2 separate regions of the Mus musculus genome follow, and region 2 is linked to region 1. A link is a contact called in public Hi-C data. All regions are on one chromosome and are shown on one strand. Each heading gives the region's core, a stretch centred on a gene start, on an enhancer-like site or on the middle of the called end of the contact. The rest is flanking DNA. Distances are from core to core; before and after follow the strand shown. Region 1 has its middle 14 kb from the start of Gm42010. Region 2 has its middle 13 kb from the start of Gm30028.

The links. A called contact is a pair of places that touch in the nucleus more often than the background predicts.
Region 2: a Hi-C map of cerebral cortex shows a contact between it and region 1, with 2.2 times the contacts expected there. The contact joins two enhancer-like sites. A contact is called at or near these places in 19 of 484 Hi-C or Micro-C datasets (the AtT-20 cell line, brain, cardiomyocytes and 11 more) and 2 of 115 datasets of contacts at active chromatin or transcription factors (astrocytes and embryonic forebrain).

Annotation. Positions count from the first base shown.
Region 1 is chr5:116,890,659-116,897,987 of GRCm38.p6, reverse strand. No RefSeq gene overlaps it. Among named protein-coding and RNA genes, the nearest start is that of Gm42010, 14 kb to the right of the region's middle. Within about 2 kb of position 2,392, at least 37 of the 459 cell types and tissues checked have an H3K27ac peak or open chromatin away from gene starts, as enhancers often do. A contact at or near this core is called in cerebral cortex, cortical neurons and ventral hippocampal neurons, where this site is marked.
Region 2 is chr5:117,027,201-117,034,464 of GRCm38.p6, reverse strand. No RefSeq gene overlaps it. Among named protein-coding and RNA genes, the nearest start is that of Gm30028, 13 kb to the right of the region's middle. Within about 2 kb of position 2,069, at least 13 of the 459 cell types and tissues checked have an H3K27ac peak or open chromatin away from gene starts, as enhancers often do. A contact at or near this core is called in cerebral cortex, cortical neurons and ventral hippocampal neurons, where this site is marked.

The DNA.
Region 1 (7,329 bases), core at 1,143-3,642:
CAATTTGCCTTCAAATATTGAGTTGTTGAAGTGTGGAGGCAGCTCATTTGGTAAAACCCAAGGAGATGGGGCTGAGTTTGATCTGCAGATACCCAAGCAAAAGAACTGGGAGTGGTGGCTCACCCTGATAATCTCAGCAATAGGGACACAGAAATGAGCAGATCCCCAGAGCTTGCTGGAAAGCCAGCCTAGCCTCCTGAGTGAGCTCCACACCAATGGGAAATGCTATACCTGAAAGCAAGGTGCCCCCGCCCACAAAAACCCCAAGGTGGATATCTGAGAACTGCTGTCTGAGGCTGGCTTCCAGGTACGTGCGCACACCCAAACATTCACATGGACAAATGTTCAGCTCTTAAGAGACTAAACTGGAATTCTGTTGCAAGCATGACTGAGCAGCTGTTGGCCAGGCATACAATCTAGAGAGCTCACCACCCACTCACCTAGCTCTTGAGGGTTCTCTAGTGGGGAAACCTTTGGGAGGCAAATAAAAAAGTCTGGTACCCATCTTCGATGTGAAACATCAAGGGTAGTGGCTTTAGGCTCTTACTGAAAGACCCTACCATCCTATCTTCGCTTGCTTTCTATGGCTGGGATAAAGACCACAGCCAAAAGCAACTTGAGGAGGAAAGGATACCATTGAAGGAAGTCAGGACAAGAGGTCAATGCAGGAACCTGGAGGCAGGTGCTGATGCAGAGGCCATGGAGGGGTGCTGCTTACTGGCTTGCTCCCCAGTGGCTTTCTCAGCCTGCTTTCTTATACAACTCAGGACCAGTTGCCCAGAGGTGACAGCACACATATGCAGTTGGCAGGGCCTTCCCACATCAATCATCCATCCAGAAAACGTACCTCAGTCTTGCCTTTGGGCCAACTGAATGAAGGTAGATTCTCAATTGAAGATCTTTCTTCCTAGATAACCCCAGTTTATACCAAGTTGACATAAAACTAACTAGGCAACCTCCTTTAGCACCCCCCCCCCAGATTCTATGACAGTCCTGGCTCACTAATAATGTAGACGTGAGGGTCTCTGTTTCCCAGTAGCAGCCTGAGTCCAGAGGCTGACATGCTGATGGCTGTTGTCTGTATCCTCAAAGCGGGAACCAGAGCTCAGGGTTTGTCAATGTCTTGTTGCTGGTCTCAGAGTGCCCACATGCTCAGGGAGGGAGCAGGAATCAGGTCTTTCTATCTTTGAAGTCAGCTGACTTGGGCATCAAAATTCAAAACAGCTTTCCCTGTATTGGTAGAGGGTGGGGTGTGAATATTCCCTGTGAAAGAACACCCTGCATGACTAGACTGGGAAAATGGAACAGGTTGATTGTAACCTGAACTCTCCATGTCTCTTCTACTGCTGAATATGAGATATTGGGATATACAGGCACAGAATGCTCTGAGAAAGATGACTTGAATGTATTGTAATTGATTTTTTTCTTCCTACAGGAATAAAGGAAGGGGGCGGGGAGAAAACATGCTCAGGCTTCGGTATTTTTGAACCAGTTTATAAATCTTAATCATACTATGAAAATGTTGCCTGTGTTTCATAGCCAGTTTTCCTACATCAGGCTGCCTTGGAAACTGGTCCTTTACAGGTTACCATAGGTGGAGTGGACAAAAGTGGGAGCTATAGAGTCAGCCTTAGCTTATGCCTTATTTGAGGCTTGGAGAGATGACTCAGTGGTTAAGAACACTATCTGTTCTGACAGAGTACCTGAGTTTGGTTCCCAACGACCCACATGGCCATTCACAACCACCTACAACTCTAGTCACCAGAGATCTAGCACCCTCTTGTGGCAGCCCAGGGCACCTGCACACCTGACTCTATACACACACACACACACACACACACACACACACACACACACACACACACACGAAAGAGAGAGAGAGAGAGAGAGAGAGAGAGAGAGAGAGAGACTCATATATTAAAACAAAACAAAAAACTTTCAAAAACATCCCATTTTGGGAGGCTGGCAAGGTGGCTCAGTGGTTAAAGCACTTGCTGTTCAAGCTTGAGAACTGGAATTGATCCTTGGTACCTACAAAAATACCAAGTGGCACCTCAGGTTGGAGATAAAGGTTCTCCCAAACAAACTGGCTAGGCAGACTAGCCACATCTGTGAGCTCTGGGTTTGATTGAGAGTCCTTGCTTCACAAAGGTGGAGAAACAGTTGAAGGAGATTCCCAACATCAACCTCAGGCCTCCATGTGCACACACACACACACACACACACACACACACACACCCCTCAATGGAAAGAGAGAGGACATAGCCTGCTTTGTGTATGCATTACCCACAATCCACTGCTGCCCACCCTCCTCCTTCTTTCCTCCCGTGCTCTGCCTCCTCCTCACTTCTCCGCTTCCAATTAGGGCTGTCGAGGATGCGTTTCTAACAAGGAGCTGTGTGCAAGGAGCCCCCCTAATGATTTCTTTTTCAACATGTCATGCGTCAGGAGGCAGCCGGGAACAGAGCCGCTTGGTGTGAGCAGCCCTGGCTAATTAGGTTTCTGGCTGCCTTCTCTCTGCACCCACCCCTGCCAGCCTGCCTCGTCACACCCCGTATTGGCTCAAATTCTGCTGGCTGTCTGGGATAATTTGAAGGTCCCACGCAGAAGTACGCCATCCTTTACATCTATTAAAGGTTTCTCTGCTGGAGGCTGATAATGCCAAAACTAATTAGGGAGTTCTTTACCCGCTTCCCCCCCCACCCCCCATCTTGGGGTACCTTCTTCATGGGTGATCCTGTAGTAGTCAGGGGGAGGGGTGGTACCACCCAAGGGAGGCCTGCCAATTTGTAGAGACACCATTTGACTGATGGAGAGACTAGAGAGTGGGTGCTGCCTTCTGTGAACCTTTTTCTGGGTAAACATAAACAAATTCCCACTTTCTCTCTGGGTAGATCATGGAGAGCAGATCTAAAAACAATTGCCAGGGTCCAGCTTGGCAAATGAATGAGCTCACCTGGCTTCTAAAATCATGGGTGAAGGCATAGATGGCCCCCAAGAGGCTATGTCTCTAAAAAGTTTCACCCCAGAATGAATGATGACTTCCCCGTTGCTGTCTAGATGGAGTCTCCTCTTTAGTCAACCTTCAAATGCTGTATATACTGTGTCACCTCCCAGACTTAAAGAATGAGGGCCCAATAGGTTCTCTCTTGAGGGCGGCTGTGAGTAGTTACAGCCTTCCGGTCAGAGGTTGGCTTTTCACAGTTCACAATGCTCTATAGCGCCATCTAGGGGAGGAGCAAAAGGCAATCTTCTAGTCAACTCAGTTGTGTGCAAGAGATGATTGCATGCTCCGGAGACCCAAACAAACGCACTGAAAATCACCATAGAGGGCAGAGGGCAGAGGGCAGAGGGCAGAGGGCAGAGGGCAGAGGGCAGAGGGCAGAGGGCAGGAGGAACCTTTGCTTTTGCTTTAGGAAGGGCATCGGGGAGGGAGAAGGAGTTCCTGTTCTCTGAGAGAAGACCTGAATGCTCCTGGCTCATTCTGTTTGTTTCCTGTCTGGACCCCGAGGACCCGCCATGATGTCAGGCCCACAGGAGATTCTCAACTGTCAGTTCTGGAACAGCTGTTTGCACAAGCTCTTGACCATGGGACATTCTAGGGCTTGAATGGAATTTCATCGAGTGTCGCTGAGCCAACGGGGGTTCAGCGAGGAAGGGCAGAAACCAAAGTAGGCATTTGAATAGAGAGGATTTGATGAAGGGATCTAGGAAGATGTAGGTTATGGGTGGATAGAGGAAACAGCATGACTGAGCATGCGCTGTTGGAGGCCTAGTGACAGAAGGATGCCGGTAATGACCAACCAACCCCCATTGCCTTGGGGACATATGGAAAGAACAGCAGAGAGAAGCTATGGAGAGGGGGCTGTGGCATTAGGGCTCAGATCTAAGAAGGCATCACATCCATCTGAGATGCCCTTGGAGATGGGTGATAAGGAGTGTAAACGGCAGTTGGAGGCTTGAACCTCTTCTTGGGAGAGGTGGAGAAAGCTGGCTGTAAGACACTGTTGGGAGGTGCCTCACAGGAAGCTCTTCTCCCTAGCCTGCCCCTTTCCATTTGCGTTCTGTCCTTTGAGGTCGGGGGTGTTGCTCTCTTCCAGCTATTGACAGAACCAATGAAGAAACTCAGCAGAGAAATGCAATGTGCAGACCTGGCATCGCCAGCTTGATGCAGGTTATCGAGCAAGACACACCGAGTCGACCACCCAGACAGCACCCAAGGCAGGGGGAGCCCAAGGGTAAGACTGGGCTCTCTCAGAGGCAGCGGTCTATCCAGAGCCTATAGACTGGGAATATGGATAATTACACACAGTTCATTAATTACCTCGGAAAGCAGATGTCACAGGGTAACACGAATGTGTCTGAGAGGCTCTTCCGGAGGGAAGAGAAGCGACCTGAAAAGTTAAGAGGCTCCGCAGGAGTAGGGGTAGGACTGAGGAAACGGAAAGTACAAAGGTCAGGGGGCAAGAGGGGGCGGAGCTTTGGGAGCTGGGAAGGCAGGTAAGGCAGAGCATGTGAGGGGAGAGATGCACAGGGGAGATTCTCACTGCTCAGGGTTCCCACCTGCCTGCTCCTGACACCTCTCTTCCAGCTTGAGGACAGGCACTGAGGTCTTTCCAGCTGAACTCTACCTTGGTGTGCGCTCTGCTGTAGCTCAAGCTGCTCCTGAAAGGGCGGGGGTGGGGGGGCTTCTGCCCTCTGCTGCTGCGTGGTCCTCATGTTGATAAATAGCATCACATGTCCCCCTCGCTCCCGAATTACCTTCTCTCTGCTCAACTCAAGAGCAGTCACTCCACAGATGATTGATTTAACCTCGCTTGTGGTAAAAATTGCAAATCCAACCACCCGGGAGACGCCATTTCTCATCTCTCAAATTGAAAGATACACTAAAGAAATGAGAACGCGGGTGGAGGTGTGAACGCGAAGCAGCAGCAGCCGTGTGGGATGGCAGGTCCGTGTTAAGTTCTCCGGGAAGGAACTTACCCAGGTAAATAAAAAGCTAGGTGTGAAACCACAACAGTACATCTCTCTCCAGCAGTTTATGCTCGGGGACACTGCACACAGGCTTCTGTGTATGAAAGTTCTATGTTGGTGGACACAGCTGAGACCATATTGAAGAAAGATATTCGGAGGAAAATCCACTGTATTGACTGCATAGATATTTTTTCTTATTATTCCCTAATGGAACAGCAATAATTTCCATTATATTTATATTATAATGTAACTTAAAAATAGTTTTCTAAGACTTGAGTCTCATGGACCCAAGGTTGGCTTCAATCTCCCTATGTCCTCGAGGGTAACCTTAATCTTCTGATCCTCCTGTCTCCACCTCCAGAATGCTGGAACTGCAGGTATGTGCCACCATGTCTGGCTTATGGGATCTTGGGAATCAGACCTAGAGCTTTGTCTATGCCAGGCAACTGCACTATGAACTGGGTTTTATCCTCACACCCTACCTCCTCTTAAGATCTCCTTCCCAGTTCCCAGAGTGGACACTGAGCCCTTTCCTACCAAACTCCATCTTGACCTCCTTTGGCATGTGGCGTCTGTCTTCTGTGGTAGGTGTAGATTGTGAGCTAAAATGGCTGAGAGTCTGTGGGAGGATGCCGGGCAGACTGCAGGTAAATGTGACACCATTCCGTGTAAGGACCCAAGTGTCAGTTTTGACATCTGTAATTCACCCTGGACTCTCTGCAGCTACTTTGTGATAGTGATGCCTGTATCAACAATGCACTCGAGATCCCAACAGTGGGGATGCCTGAGGCTTCATGTGCCCTACCACTGAGGCAGCAGAGCATCTTTGATAGGAGCCTGGGTAATTGGACTATCTATCCTATGCATACTGCTCGAACCTTCAAGGTAAGGCTGGGTAGCTTCCTCGGAAGCTCAGGCACACTTGAGTCCAAGTTCTGCTTTCTGAACTTAGAAGCTCTTCTCTCTCTGGAAAAGTGATTGTATTCCTAGAGCCCTGGTTTCCTTGGTAATTGTGAGATTTGCAGAGAAACGAGAAAGGGAGACGCCCCAGTCTCAGAAAGGGAAAAAAATGACATGTCTGCTCTCATAGGTGGATGCTAAGTGAACGTCTGTGTGTAATGTCACATGTAGTACATACATTTATTTAATGTTATCAGTGAAAACTAAATTTAAAAACAGGGAAATTTTAATATCTTTTGGAAACGGCCCCATAGCCAGGCTAAGAAACGGTGCTTTGCCAGGTATCTGGGCATCACTCAGCCAAATCAGGTCGATGTATAACTTAACTGTCCTACTGTGAGCCCTTAGTCAGAACTTACTAAGCTTTTAGACATGTGTGGTAGGAATGATTCTAGATCACAGGAAAGCCATTGTGCGAGTAGATGAAGCTCAGCTTCTTTATGGTTTGGGTTTGAAACACCCTCCCCCAAAGAGTTACACATTGAAGGCTGGGACCCCCAGAACAGTAATGTTTAGTTAGACCCGGGAGGTAGCCGTACCATAAGGGGTCTGACTTCACCATTGAGTGAATCTCTTGACAGATTCATAGCTCAGTGGAATCTTGGGAGAAAACTTTAGGAGACAGGCCTAGTTGGAGGAAGAAGGTCACTTAGGGTGGATCCCACCCTTCCCCACACTCCCCTGCCTTCCCCCACCCTCTCCCATCCTCCCTTCTCTTCTTTCTGGACAGCAAGAATTGAGCAGCCCCACTCTACCACACACTTCTCACCTTGACACTTTGTCCCATTGCAGCCCAGAAACAGCGAGTGACACCTCTGACACCACACACCAATCACAAGTTGATTTTCTTGAGTTCTATTTTATGTTGTCACAGGGGTGGAAAGCTGAGTCACACATCTTGTAAAATGCTTAGAGAAAGTCCTAATAGAAGACACACGAGGAAAGAAGTGCTCTGTGAGGTACCAGGGGGTGGAGCATAGGCATAGAGGGGGTGGGGCAGAGGCATAGAGGGGTGAAGCAAAGGCATAGAGTGAATGGAGCAGAGGCAGAGACTCCTGGGAATTGTATATCCAGACAGGCAGAGGTAGAGATACAGTAGACACATATGAGTGAGGGCGTGCACACACATATGTACATATATATGAATACATACACATGTATACACAACATACATATATACATAGATGTACACACAGACAGACAGACAAACACATATACACAGATACTGTTTCCAATGGCCCTGGGGTATCATGGCCCTTGACCCCTAAATAGGACCTGGGTATTATGGGACAGGAATGAGGGAAGGAGGCTGGAGTCAGCAAAGCCAACCCTGGAGCTTCAGGCAGAAGACACCAGATAGGTGTGAGTCTTACCACAGAGAGCATGTCCTAGGAG
Region 2 (7,264 bases), core at 820-3,319, 140 kb before region 1:
ATGTCTAGGACATTTTGTCAACCAAAGAGACCACATACTTATTCTCAACTACACCTACTTCACACTCCATAAATTTGCTTTCTGTATCAGGGCTTGACACTTCTTGACATTTTATGAGAACAGAACGGAGGAAATGTATAGCCTTTCATTGCTGGATTATTTCTTTTAGCATAGTCTATTCATACTGATCACAAATAAGTACTTTATTCTTTTTGAGAGCTGACTAATATTCCATCTGACCTGTATACCCATCAGTTGACTAATATTTGGGTTTTTTCCAACATCATTCCTCCTGAAAGAGGAGTGACATTAAGTTCTGAGTTTTAAATATGTCTTATTCCTTGCCCAGGGATGGAGGGGGGTCCTGTCTGTTATGTTGGAGTGTCTCTGATGAGCATGATTCCTGGAGCAGAGCTGGTGTCTACCAGTTGGCTTTGTGCAGAAGAACACATCTGTCAATGCCTGCTGTAATAAATGGTGCCAGTCAGGCATCCGCTGCTCTCCTAGGCCTCCCGTTCACAGGATAGAACAAAATGGCGGTATTTTGGGTAAAAGAAAACACCATGAACTACTTTGGACTCGCTTCTTTTTGCTCATCTTGGTGTGTCTAGGAACTTTTAATTTAGCACCATGAGGGCTGGGAAAGATGGCTTAGCAAGCAAAAAACACTGAAGACCAGACTTCCATTCTTAGAACTCAGCTTGGTGGCTTGCATATGTCACCCCAGCCAAGATGGGAGAAGAGATAGAAGGACTGGCTAGAAGCTCATGAACGTACCATAGGGACAGAGTCAAGAGAGACTCTGCCTCAAAGTAAGATAGGAGGAAAGAACTGACACATAAAGAGTTGTCCTCTGGTCTTCACAAATGCACCGTGGAATGTGTATAGCTTTGTATGCAAATACCCACCACACACACAGACACACACACCATACCACATTTATACCCACATACATGCAAATACACACATACCACACAAATACTCCCATGCACACATACACTCTACACATATAACACATACATTCTCTCATATACACACCACACACAAACATACACCACACATATTCTCTCTCTCTCTCTCTCTCTCTCACACACACATACACACACACACACACACACACACACACACACACACCATACATACACACTACACACAATGCATACACTCTCTTTCACACACATACCACACATATATTCATGCACACATACACACTCACATGTACATAAATACATGTAACCAGCTGTCTGGAAGCCATTGCTATCATGCTCTCCCCACCATGGCGGGCTCTGAACAGTGAGTCCGAATAAGCCCTTCCTTCCTTAAATTACCTTGGGCAGACATTTTGTGCAGCAGGATGGAAATAAGTTACACAGAGAGAATAGTTTAAGATGAGGCTGGTCTGGGATGTACCATCTCTGTCTCTGTCGACTCTGGCACAGAGTACGAACGTGTTTGCTCTGTATCTATTCTGAATTCATAACCTATACATCTGGGGAAAGGCTATGACTCAGGCCATAACTATCCTTCTGTTTTTGGAACCTACAAGAGTTGAGTTGTTGCCCGGCAGTGGTGGTGCACGCCTTTAATCCCAACACTTGGGAGGCAGAGGCAGGCAGATTTCTGAGTTCGAGGCCAGCCTGGTCTACAGAGTGAGTTCCAGGACAGCCAAGGCTATACAGAGAAACCCTGTCTTCAAAACAAAACAAAACAAAACAAAACAAAAAACAGAGTTGAGTTGTTTTTTAAAAAAATCTATTTACTTGAATTTGGTGTGTATAACTGTTTTGCCTACTTGCATGTATGAACACGATGTAGGTGTTGAGAGCTGAACCATGGTCCCTTCCCAAGAGCAGGAAGTGTTCCTAACCTCTGAGCCATCTTTCTAGTTCTCTCCCTGTTTGCCTCACGGTGTCCTGGTTTCTTCTACCATCTGCAAGATGGGGCCCATTTGTTTAACCAAGCCATTATTTGACTGGATGCTGCACTGGCAGTTGTTCAACTCGAAGGGGCCCCTTCCAAAGGCCACGGTGTGCAAAGGCTGGCTTGGAGCCCACAGAGGCAGACTCGCTGCACTGCCAACTCCCCCTCCATCAGGGTAGCTCAGAACCCAGATGGTGGCCTCCAGAGGGACACCGCTAGGACAGATTTGCTTCCAGCAGGCGGATGGCTTTAGCTTCAGGAAACAGAGTAGATTTTCAGAGGAAGCCAGGGAGAGCAGATCTGGTTCCAGGAAGGGGTGTTGCCTCAGGCGCTCCCATGGAAAAGAAAAAAAATGGAGAAGCGGCAGATGGGGACTGTTGGCCGGGAAATGACGGTGCTCGTTCAATTAAAATATCAAATGAAGAAGTAATAGGAACAGGGTGTTTAGTAGTGGGCTTCTGATGGCTCAAACCAGGCTGACAGAGGCAGACGATCAAAGTTGCATCATCACAGGCACAGAAGAGATAGGTGGTCATGAAAGTTTCTGCCGCTTAAAATAGCCTCTCCCTTCTTCACTCTTTCAAAGCACCGAAGCATTGATGTCAGTTTAGCAGGTCAGTAGCTATTTATAACCACCACCTAAAGAACTTTCAAACACTATGCAAAGTCTAGAATAGTTCTTCTGTTTAGATTCCTCAGTTTCGAAGCCCTGTGAGTTCCATCCAGACTTGTGTGTGTGTGTGTGTGTGTGTGTGTGTGGTTCTGCTCAGTTTCTTCCAAGGAGAAGATGGAATGTGAGTTCCTGAGTGGCAAGGGCTGAAGGAGAGAGAGCAGCCAGTCAGCCCTTCTCGTACTCATTCTGCCTTTGAGAGAGGGTATTCGGTGGGCTCAGTGGGTCTCTTCCTCAGGACTCTTCTGATTCCTGAATAGAAATAAAGTCACGTGGCTGTGTTTAACAGCAAACTCTCATAGACCCCAGAGCATCATGGGATTGGATTATGGTAAGGCAGCCTTTTTTTTTTTTTTTTTTTTTTTTTTTTTTTTTTGGTGATCTCTATACTTCCCACGATGCTCTCTGAAGTGGAAACTTAAGGGTTTTTTTTGGAGAGTCAGTTGTACTGGATGGTATTTTCCTGGGGCAAACGTGATGTGAAGGAGTGTTTTCCTGAGGTGGATACGGCTGAAAGGCTAAGGCAGACTCATGAAGGAATGTTTCACTGAAGCAGACACAAGGAGAGAAGATGTTCTGCTTATGCAAGCATGTGAAAGGACGTGTGATGAAGGATTCTTTCCTGACAACACCCATGTCTTGGTCTTCCATAGACTGTGTAGTTGAACTCCATTTGTTGGGGCTCCATGGACTGGGGCTGATTGGAAGCACACGCTGAGGCAAGATCTGTGTTGAGGCAAAGCACATGGAGGACACGTGATGTCTGGAGGGTATACATAGAACTTGATGGAGTGATGGAGACGGAGCTTGGCTTGTTGGTACAACTAGCTGTGCAGTGCTTACAGGTCTCATGGCTTCGCTGATCTTAGCTTCCCTGAGAGAGGCACAGCCAAGCACTTCTCCTGGTGTTCCTTCTGGTCCCTCCTGCTGACTCAAGCCTAGGCTGAGGCCTGGCTGTCTCTGCTAGGCCATGTCACTGCTATTGCGGACCTGACTCTACCGAACTGGACTGCTGGTGTATCCATGAGGTGTTTGTGAGTGGATCAAGCTGCTGACCTGTGAACTGAACTACTGATTTCCAGAAAACACAGACAGGAGTTGCTCTAAAGAATCATTCTAAACAGGTCCACTTCCCCCCCCCCCCCACCCCAAACTTCCTTTCCTACTACCTCTGGTGGGTGGTGAGCTACAAGGGAGATTAAAGTGTTTAAGAACCTTCATAAGAATAGGATTTGAAAAAAAATTAAAGTTACACCTCTCTGCAGAGTAACTTCCTCTGCCCCTTTCCATTTTCTTCTCCCATTGTAAGAAGGAACCAAACTGAAGGCATTTTTACTCAAACTTCCATTTTGAATAGAGGAACAAATGAAGTTTCAGTTCTCAAGACCTCCCTGGATGACTTTCATCCTGGTTGGCAAGTTCAGACATGAATGTTGTGTAAGTTGCTCCAAGACAATTGAGTAAACCAACCATTGAGAATGGGAAGATCTGCCCACTTTGGGTGGCACCATTCCCCAGGAAGAGAAATTTAGAGCAGAGTAGCAGCCTGATTCTCCACTCTCTACTTCCTGATTATGGATGCCATGTACCGCAGAAGAAAACATCCCCTGGAAAGCTACCTATCCCTGAAAAATGTAACTGTAACTTGGCACAGATATTTGTGGTTTTCAGGCATAAGAACTCTGGAACATTCTGGCTTGGGGTCACAGTTCAGCTTTGGAGTCTCTTCTGTGTCCTCGATTGATCTCGAGTGTCTTAATTACAATAAAGTTTTGCTTTCTGTATTGACTTGGTGTTTGAGTTGTGTTGGCTTTAAGTGGACCCAATCACACTTTGATTTCTTTGTGGCTTGGACTGTTGGAAAGCCAATACAGACAGCCTCTGAGGCACTGTGCATTCCCTCACAATGACTTCTGTCTCTGTGGCAGGAACTGGACGGCAGTTAGCGGGGAGTCTCACTTCTCACCAATTTAAAACTTGTGTAAGGCTTAAGTTCCTGCCTTTGCTTACAAGGTTTTTATGTGAAATGAGCATTCACCAGGAGTGCCTTTGTGAGAGAGGCTTCCAGAAGATGTTCCCCAAGTTCTCATTAGCATATGCTAATTATGCATAATAACGAATTTCATTACATCATCATCCTACCTGGGTATAATGCATTTGATTTTGATTACATTAGCTCCTAATTACCCTCTGGTGCCTCTTCCACTTTCTCTGGTTTCCATCCTTTCCCAACTAACCCCCTTCTCTGTGTGTCTTGAACATGTATGTGTGCATATGCATGCCTGTGTGTGTTTGTGTGTATGGAGGCCAGAGGATAGCCTTAGCTGTCATTCCTTAGCTGCTTTCCACATTGTTTTCTGAGACATGGTATGTTGGCTTGAGTGAGAATGTTCCCCATAGGCTTATATGTTTAAGTATTTGGTCTCTAGTTGGTAGAATTATTTGGGAAGGACTAGGAGGTGTGGCCTTGTTACAGGAAGTGCCATCAATGGTTGCAAAAGACTCATGACATTCCTAGTGTACCTCTTTGCCTTCTGCTTGCCGAAGATATGGGCTCTAGGCTGTCTACAATCATGAAATGTTTTGTTTTGTAAGTTGCCTTGGTCATGATGTTTTCATAGCAATAGAGAAATGACTAATACCAGGGCCTCTCACTGACCTGGAACTCATGGATTTGGTTAGTCTGGCTGGCCAGTGAGCCCTAGGGATCCACATGACTTCCTCAGCTGTGGAAGTAAAAGTTTATATAATCTTGCCTGCGGGAAAACAATTTTTAAAAATAAAGTATTCTTTGTGGCTGGAGAAACATATTGTTAACTGCTGTCCACTCTGACCAAGGCTGAGAGCATCACCAGTCTATGTGTGAAAGCACGGGGCTATAGAATGTAGTCTGACACCATGTACATTTAACAGAACAACAGGAATCTGTGCCCCCCAGATTTTGTGGCCATTCCAGGTTTACAATGCAAGGCATGGGTTTCCTATTTGTGAGGCAAGCTTCAAATTCCACCAGAGAGTGGCTGGTTACCCTCACAAAAGCCATGGTACCACCACACTAGTGGCCACATCTTTCCTGGAGGTCAGTGCTGGTAATCTGTAGGATCCACCTCTGGGAAGACCTGAGGGTGACATTCTGTCAGCCTGAGTTTTCTAGGACTATGAAAACTAGCAGGCAGGAAGGAAGGTTCTAGCTCAGCGTCAGCCTGATCTTGCATCCAGATTGGGTGGTGACTTTAGCAGCTGATCTTTCCGCCTAGCTTTGGTGTTCCTTGGCTTTCCCTACACTCCAATAAACATGGATTCTGAGGGTGAACTCACATCTTGGTGCTTGCAGGACAAGCTCTACTCACTGAGCCATCTCCCCAGCCCAAGTGTTTGCTGTTGTTGGTCATTTCGGGCCTGTGTATTTCTCTTTTTTTTTTTCCCCTTGTGGTGTGTATTAGTCAGGGTTCTCTAGAGTCACAGAACTTATGGACAGTCTCTAGACAGTAAAGGAATTTATTGATGACTTACAGTTGGCAGCCCAATTCCTTACAATTGTTCAGTCGCAGCTGTGAATGGAAGTCCAAGGATCTAGCAGTTACTCAGTCTCACGCAGCAAGCAGGCGAAGGAGCAAGAGCTCGAGCTAGACTCCCTTCTTCCAATGTCCTTATATTGTCTCCAGCAGAAGGTGTAGCCCAGATTAAAGGTGTGTTCCACCACACCTTTAATCCCAGATGAAAGGTGTAGCCCAGATTAAAGGTGTGTTCCTTAAACTCGGAGATTCAATCTTCTGGAATCCATAGCCACTATGGCTCAAGATCTTCAAACCAAGATCCAGATAAGGATCTCCAAGCCTCCAGATGAGGATCACTGGTGAGCCTTCCAATTCCGGATTGTAGTTCATTTCAAATATTGTCAAGTTGACAACCAGGAATAGCCACTACATGGTGCATGATGGTTTCCTAATCCATTTATGTCCTTGGGCATTTTTGATGGTGGTTGCGTTGACAGGAAAAGGCTGCATGGAGCTAGGTAGTGGCCAGCTGTTGATGAGGACCTGTTTCAGGCAATGGAATCGGGGTCAAGGGGGCATCTGGGTAGTTGTCCAGGCCTCATGGACTATGGCTGCCAGGAAGGGAAGGCCACAAATGAAGATGAGAGTCTGGTCCTGAGTATAGGAGAGCAGTGAGCTGGGAGGAGCTTTCCGACCTCAGACCTGAGTCTGAACCTGTCAGGGCTATTGATTAGCTCTGAGATCCTTGGCAAGTCAGCTAGGCTCTCAAAAGCTTATCAGCAACAACAGGATAGTGACAACAGTGTGCAAATATGTGTTCATTCTGTGTATGTTCACATGTGTTTGTGTGTGTGCAGGTGGAAGCCAGAGGACAATCCAGGCTGTCATTCCTTAGATTTGGTCCGCATTTTTTTTTTTTTTTGAGATGAGTGCTTTCACTTGGTGAGCCAGTTGGTGAGCTCTACTGTCTGCCTGTGTCACCTTCCCAGTGCTGCAATCACGAATGCACAGAGCCACATCTAGATTTGTTGGTTTGTTTTTTTAAATCCTGGGTTCTAAGGATGGAACTCAGGTCCTCTCATGCACAACAAGCTCGTCTGACTGAGTCATCTCTCAGCCCAGGAACAGGGTGGTTTTTTTTTTCCTGTTTGTTTTAGATTTAAATTTTATTATTTCG